Linked DNA regions of Gossypium hirsutum: region 2 is linked to region 1. Evidence: chromatin contacts called from public Hi-C data. All regions are on one chromosome and are shown on one strand. Each heading gives the region's core, a stretch centred on a gene start, on an enhancer-like site or on the middle of the called end of the contact. The rest is flanking DNA. Distances are from core to core; before and after follow the strand shown. Region 1 has its middle 23 kb from the start of LOC107908097. Region 2 holds the start of LOC107910729 (B3 domain-containing protein Os11g0197600).

Region 1 (4,216 bases), core at 410-2,909:
TCCAATTTGTCGGTTAAATAATAGAAAGACAGTAATTACTAGTATTTTTAGTCTTCATGGGAACGATATATGTGTTCATCGTAGCTATACTATTAATTGATAGGTGCACTTTCCTTAGTTGAATTTTTAGTTGGTTTTCGACTACATCATCCTACCCAACCTTGAAATATGAGGATAAATGTGTTTTAGAGTGCTTGAACTCATATTTTCCTGTATTGGCAACAATGTCAATGTCAATTGAGCTAAGACTTAGTCGGATCCTTTAATTATATTTATCCAAACATAGTGTTAATTTAATAATTTTATACATTTTTCTTCTTTTTATCAAAATTTTAGATATAAATAGTTATAACATATTTTTTGATATTTATATTATAATATTATATAGATTAAAATATGTCATAAGTCCTTATACACTTCATAAATTTGGAATTTAGTCCTATACTTTTATTTCTAGGAATTTAATTCATCTACCTTTCAAATTTCAAATTTCAAGTATTTTGTTAAATTTAGGTTCATTACGACATCATTTTTTTAGTTACATTGCTACCAAGTTAGCACTTTTATTATTTCAAAAGGCCACACCAATAAATTTAACAAAAAAAAATTTACAATTTTAACAATTAGATTTGAATTTTGAAATTTGAAAAGTATAGGGTGTAAATTCCTAGGAATAAAAATATATGGACTAAATTACAAATCATGAAGAGTATAGGGACTTATGGCATAATTTAACATATTATATAATTTTATTTTTTACATGATATAAATTGTATAATATATTACAACAATACATTATAACATTAGAATTGATCAAATAAGATATTAAATGTTGGAGATCAAACTTCAGGTTTTTCTACTTCAATATTGTTAATCGTTGGATTAACATGTAGAGGAAGATGGTGGTTGGTGTGGAGGACCACCTGAAGAAGAGATAGATGGAAAGATTCTCTAGTATGAATATTTTCTGGGTTAAGGAAGAAGTGTACATGAGTGTCTATGAGTTCTTTGCATGGGCTCTTTTATAGTGGGAGACATGTTCAACTACGTGTTAAAAGGCTATTGACATGGTAGTCTGATTTGATCTCCCTGTCACCGACGATGATGTTATGTCCTAGGATAAAACACCTTAGGACGAATGGCAATCAATGAATCTGAGCGCCCACATGGATCTTATATAGATTTAGTGGAGATGTGCCCCCAAAGAATCTCAGTTTCCCTTTTCTCTAGAAAGTAAAATTTAAAGCATATGTTATAAAAGGTTAAACATTCTTATCATTTTATATCGGTTCTAATAGTTTTTTATTTTAATAGGTGGTCTAGTCATCATTATCATATAACTTACTAGAAGGATGATATTATAACAATACAAGCATCTATTAATATTGAATTAAATAATTCGATAATTCATGTGTTATCATATATTTATTTAATATAATTAATATCACCTCATAATTGAATTTAAATATATTTTTTTATTTATTTTTAGAGTTTGTGTAGAAGGCGTACTAGGTGGTAAAAATTAATGTCCTACTACCACCAATCGCACATGCGCATAGTCAAGTTTTTAATGTGTGCACGCCATTTATATATGTCTTTGTGGCAATTAGAAGTGGTGTAAGAAATTCTAACAAATCCAAATGACATGGATAGGTATCATGATATGGATTTAGGTTTGGAGTCGAAGCACAATTGGGCTATTAAACATGTCCAGAATGTCATCAATTGGGCCAATCATTTTCAACATATCTTATAGGCTACATTTATCCAGGATTATAATTTTGTTCCATTTGAGATTTGTGTAGAATGGTTTAGGGTCAATGATAAACCATATCTATACTAATTGGGATAAGCTCATATACATCAGATTAGAAGTTGGGAGGAGGTCAAGAGTAATGCTTTATTTCTGAAGATGTATTTTTTCTTATACTTTCAAACCTAACAAGGGTATCTACTTTGCAAATGTGAAGATCGATCGTGACTTTACCCAGAAAATGGATTAATATTTGATACACCTACCAAACAATAAATTATTTTTTATTCTACCTAACAAGCGTTTATTAATAATTTTTGTTATTTCTTTACACTTTATAGGGATTAAGGTATGTGTAATGAATTTGAAATTTCCTATTTTAATGAAAAATCGAAACATTTGTTGTTTGAAAAAAAAAGACGCAAGAAACTAAAGTAATTCAAATTCATCATTTTTTTATAATTTCCTAACTAATTTTAATTCATTTTATTTATGGTTTATGGATTAGATTTTTTTACTTTATATAATTAATTTTTATTCATTTTGTTTAAGGTTTAATGTTTTGGTAGATCAAACATCAGAAAAATAAGAAATATGTTTTATCAATATTCATTTTAAGACATAAAATTCATGAATTTTTTTTACAATAGCATAATTTATATCACATTACACGTTAAGGCAGCTAGTTAGTTAGTAACATAACATTACACAACAAAAAAACATAAACTATTTTCTAAAATCCTTAGAGCAATCTAAACTTAGACCTTCATTTTGGCTTCTAAAGTGATTGATGATTCACCGTACTTAATTGAATCAACACCATAGTTGTACAATTTCAGAGTGACCTATAGCTGAAGTGTCAATTCCACAAAGATTATCTACCCTCATCGATTGATCTGAGTGTTAATATAACCGTTCATTTATGTCAAAGATTGTTCATGCCACCACAGTTGAAAAACCTAAAGCCTAGGTGCCTAGAATGCCCTAATTTGTTTCCTTGATCCCTAACATTGACTACTTTGTGACTTTTGATAGTCCTAGTGACCATGTGCAACTAGTAAAACTAATACCCATGACCCATCTACCTAAGTCACTGGATAATTTTTTTCCTAAATGTGGGCAACTTTTTTAAAGGTGCCTCTACAGAGGATGAAACCCCATATAAAATGTTTCCTCAGTGGAAAGCCTTAACCTATTTTCCCTAAACCTTATAAAAGTGAATTGGTGGTGTTAAATATCAATGAATATGTTGAATAATAAAATCCAAAACCTTGGGTTTTGTATTTAATAATTTTTTTTCACTTGGCGACTATTTTAAAGCATTGACAACCTTTAACACATTTTCCTAAACCTAAACTATAACTATTTGATGCAATTGTAAACTGAATGAGGCTTTGGGGCTTATTTATAGGGAAAATGCATTATTATGTTCACCAGCCATTGGATGTATGTATAATAGACTATCTTGACATCAAATAGTGTCCCCATCATTAATCTCTACTGAAAGAATCTTTAATAGAGAATATTTAATTTGACACCCATGGGTATCAAGTTCAATGCATTTAATTAGAGTTAGGGTTTAGTAATAAGGTTCAATTTATAGGGTTCTTGGTTTTTAGCTTCAACTTGACACTTACTGGCATTGCATTTAGTAAGTATTAAGTTGATACTAGACTGACTCTAAAAATTCTAATTAAAATTTCTACATGACACTAAACTAAACTTGACACCAATAGGTAACAAGTATAGTAAAATTTTTAGATATTCTTGATTGAATTAATCTTTAAAAAAATATTCATGAACTCATTTATGTATAAAACGTTGAACTCAGTTTGATACATTTTGATTACAATGTAGGGTTATATTTTTATTTCTTCAATGCACCAATTGATTTATTAGATAAATAGGTTAGGGTTTAGGGTTTAACTATGTCAAACTCAATGAAGAAGAATGACACAATGTTTTATGGTTTAAATCTCATTTCAAAAAGGAAACAAATGATCTTTTTTATTTATATTACTATAATATATATCATATTACGTGTTATGACAACTAACTAGTTAATATCATAACATTACAAACAAAAAAATAACGTAACTCAATCCCTTCAATCCGTTTTGGAGGACTCTATAGATAAAGTGTTTAATTCCAAAACAATGATGGACACCGTCAATTAGTCCTAAAATATAACTGAGTGAAAATTGATACCTTAAGATCATGTAGGTTACCACTTATACGATAACACGTTTCATTAAACCTTAACTTTTAACTCCATGCTTCATTCACCTTATGCAATGTACCAATTGGTCTATGCAAAAAAATATTAGCATTGAGAAAAGGTGTTCACTTAGGAAAAACATCTATGGATATCTAAAAGGTTTCATACCACCACTACCAAGGAAAACCGGTAACCCATTTCCCTAAATCCAAAACCTAATGGTATCAAGTAACAATACCAGCATT
Region 2 (3,905 bases), core at 979-3,478, 200 kb before region 1:
TTTTTTTGCTGCATTACCATATTTCCATTTGTCAAGCACCTTAGACCCTTTGTTATCACAGATTTGAACCTTTTTCAATTTTGAGTGGACCTTTGAAGTGTTCTTTACAAGTTTCTTCAGTAAAGTGGAATCAGACCTGTCCAGGACTGCTTTTCTGCTTTGCCTGTCCAAGTCTTCCTGTCCAACCCGAAGAATATGCACACGGAATTCAAATTTGTGCGCCAATTCAAAAATACAAATGTCTCCGGCCTTTATCTCATTACTACGGACAAAGCTCAACCATCCACCACATAAAGTATGACTTGTATGCACTCTTGTTGTAGGCACAGAATTCACTGTCCAACAAGCTCCTTTCAGATTCTGAAGCACGAGCTCAGTCTTGCAGTTTGGAAGATGTTCCATTGCAAACTGATATGGAATATTCTGTCACAAAGAATTAAAACGCAGTTGAATACATAAGCAGCTTTCAAAATGACTAAATAATATATCCTAAAAGACCTAACTAGTTGATTCAAGACAGCAGGTAATGGCTAGAAGAATTTCCATTAGTAAGCAAAAATGTAATTATTAAAAAGGTTGTCTAGCCCTGAATTTGGAACATGTAAATGAGGGAAGTTCATTATTTTCTTCTCATTTTTCCCTTTACAAGTAGGAGGAACTTTTTCCGAACTGATGCCAGAGCTAAAAGCACGATGCTCACTAGGTTAAGAAACTTGTTCAAAAGCTCCAAATGCAGAAGGATTGCGATTAAGAGAAGTTTCTAGCAAGTAGAGTCATTTAATACCCTACATGTTTGCCGTATAGCACGATGCTTGGTCAAATTTATGTCATGCTGCAAACAATGTCCAACACAAAAATCCAGGGCGAAACAGTGAGAAGGAAACATCTTACCAATGTATAAGAGCCACTGACATTGAATCTTTTCATAATTCTTACAAAAAAGGGGAAACATGAGTTAAAAGACTGAGCCACTTTCTTCTCTTCAAATTCTCCTATCATCTGTATACAGCCACTGCCATGAAGGTTCAAGTCATCTTCTTTGCCAGTTATTTTCAGGATGGTTCCATCTGTTTCAAGAGATCAGAGACTCTGTCAAGTGGAATTTATGTAATGTAAACAACCAGTGAAGTTCCAATAAGAATCGGAATGAACATCCACAAGCATGCACAATTACAAAGGCATGAAATTTCTCACATTGAGTTTCTACGTAAAGCAAATTTAACACAAATAAGTGGTATCTACGCTAACATAAGATAATGAGAACTAAACAAGAATACACATACATTGATACCATAGTTCTTACTTAGTGTTTATTAAAACAAGTTTTTATTCTTACATCATAGAAAACTGTCAAATCAATGATAAAACAACAATTCATATACAAATCTCAAATGGGAGAGGTTGATTTCTTTACCATGATTTTCATCACAGGAAGTTAATCCTTGACAACTTGTGGTAGCAAGAATCAGCTCACGCCCACAATGTTCTTCATCACGAACGGACTCCGAAGAACTCTGTCTGATTCTCTTTAACAACTCTTCACAATCTTGATCCAATGAAACATCCTCCTCCTCCCTATATCTCTTCTGCCCCAAAATTCCATTAAACACGCTACCAGCTTGACTGCATTTACAATGAAAAGCAACTTCTTTCTCGCAACTGCTTTGATCAAACACTTTGACATCGAAAACCAAGTCACCATCATACCTAAAAACCAAAAAATCACCACATTCTAGGCTATGGTCTGCGACGAAATCAGCCCATCCTTCATCAAATAATAAGTCATCATTTCTTTGAACTAATCTAACATTCCAACTATACCCACTTGGTCCTTTTAACAAAACTGACGCAGAAACTCTTCCCTCCAAGTTTCTATTAAATCCCACTGGAATTCTCTGTTAAAATATCACCCATCACTCGAAGGTAAATAAAACTAACTAATCTAAAATGGAATTCATAACAATATTTACACTAAACCCTAATTTGAATAGGAAAAAAAGAAGGGGATAAAATACCAGGCTGTTAGCACTTGAAGTAGAGGAGAAGACATTGAGAAAATGCGGTCGCCTCAGTTTTGACATCGCTGTTGCTGGCTTTGATATGCTTTAGACTCATCGACAATGTTAATTCGGACCCATATTTTGAACCTTCTGAAGCGGAAGAGAGTTTTTGTTTTTATTTTTCTTAGAAACCTGTTGTTTGGATTGGGTTGTTATCTTATCCGAGTTGGATGCGGTTGCGTCACACGTATCTTTTTGACTCATTGATCAAAGCGAGTTTCTTTCAATCAATCATACCAGCGCGTTGAAATGAAGCTGATTGTTATTAAGTGAAACCTGCCATGTCAGATGTGAGCGAGCTTTGGATCCGACCCTATGCAATTTCTATAGTTGTTAAGGCCCAATTTTTATAAATTCCCCAGGTATAGGCCCAATTATTTATGTGTAGATTTATTAATTTAATTTTAGTAAATTTATTAATGATCAAATTTAATTTCTATATTTTTAAAAAAAAGTTTTTCACCCCTATCAACCATAATTGGAGTGTGATAGTTTGACTTTTTTTTCTAAGTCTAAAAAAAATATTACTTTAACCATTAAACTTACATTATTTATCAAATTATCCAAAATAGCTAAAAATATTAGTGTTTGTTAATTTTGCTTACATGACATGTACGTGAATTGTTACATGTATGTTATATTAACAATTAATTAAATTTTTTAATAATTTTAATTTTCTAAAATGATTTTTATTTTTTAAAATTTTTAAATGATTAATTAATTAATAATGTGACATCCACATAATAAACCACGTATATGTCATATTAGCAAAGCTAGCAAATACTAATATTTTCATCTATTTTAGGATAATTTGACAAATAACGCAAGTTTAAAACTAAAAATAATGAAAAAATAGATCAAAAACTTTTTTCTATAAAATTAGAGTGTCAAATAAATTATTATTAATTTTTTTAATCATAAAATTTTATTAATATGGCTTTCATTCAAAAAAAAATCTTACAAGTTAGAGGTGTTTATAATGGCTTACACCACAGGATTAACTCAAGAATACAGACAATGCAAGATCCATTCATTTTTAGTATCATGGCATGGAACTTATACTGTTACGGTTATCAATTCTCGTATAAGAGGCAACCGAGAAGTTAACTCTTTATAAATCCTTTCATCACTATTGTAGCATATCAGTGATTGACTAGTGACGGATTAGTAACAAAAATCACATGTAAAAAGCAACCACTCAGAACGACGGATTTCTAACAAAAAATGTGACAGGAATCATATTCTGTCACAATTACGGTCATAATATTTTGGGATTATCTCTCAACAACCCATTGTAACAGAAATTATTATACATAATGACAAATTTTGTAACAGACTTGTGACGGATTTAATTAATTAAAATTATTTTTTAATAGACTTACATATTTAATTAATTACTTTTAAAATAAATTTATAAATTTATTTTAACAAATCATATATAATATAACAAGATACATAGATTACATATACTATAAGTGGTACACTCTTTTTTTTCATTTAATTTTTATAATTATAATTAAATATATTTTTAAAGTGCAAATGGTTGTGTCTTAATTTTTTAAAACCAAAACGTTATATATAATACAAGATATTATATATTTATACTTTTTTTATTCAAAAAATATAAAAAAATACTTATTGAAATGGGATTGCTTACTTATTATTTACAAAAATAGGCAGATAGAACAGTGATTCTACAATGTCACTGGAGTAATCGGTGGCACCACCCTCACCTGGCAACCATCATTATGTCAATGATTAGTATTTAAAAAATAATAACTATTATTTTTGGTGTCTCTTGGGCAATTCGATGGCATCTGTATGTATTTCGTCTTTAAAATATTG

What was found. A called contact is a pair of places that touch in the nucleus more often than the background predicts.
Region 2: a contact with region 1 is called in a Hi-C map of leaf, with 3 times the contacts expected there. The contact joins the promoter of LOC107910729 here to the enhancer-like site in region 1. A contact is called at or near these places in 9 of 34 Hi-C or Micro-C datasets (callus, fibers, hypocotyl and 2 more).

Annotation. Positions count from the first base shown.
Region 1 is chrD02:20,319,909-20,324,124 of Gossypium_hirsutum_v2.1, reverse strand. No RefSeq gene overlaps it. Among protein-coding and RNA genes, the nearest start is that of LOC107908097, 23 kb to the left of the region's middle. Within about 2 kb of position 1,659, at least 3 of the 9 cell types and tissues checked have an H3K27ac peak or open chromatin away from gene starts, as enhancers often do. A contact at or near this core is called in hypocotyl and leaf, where this site is marked.
Region 2 is chrD02:20,516,200-20,520,104 of Gossypium_hirsutum_v2.1, reverse strand. LOC107910729 (B3 domain-containing protein Os11g0197600) reads right to left here and starts at 2,228. Exons shown (of 6, transcript XM_016838695.2): 1 at 2,016-2,228; 2 at 1,415-1,895; 3 at 892-1,067; 4 at 1-423. The coding sequence starts at 2,081.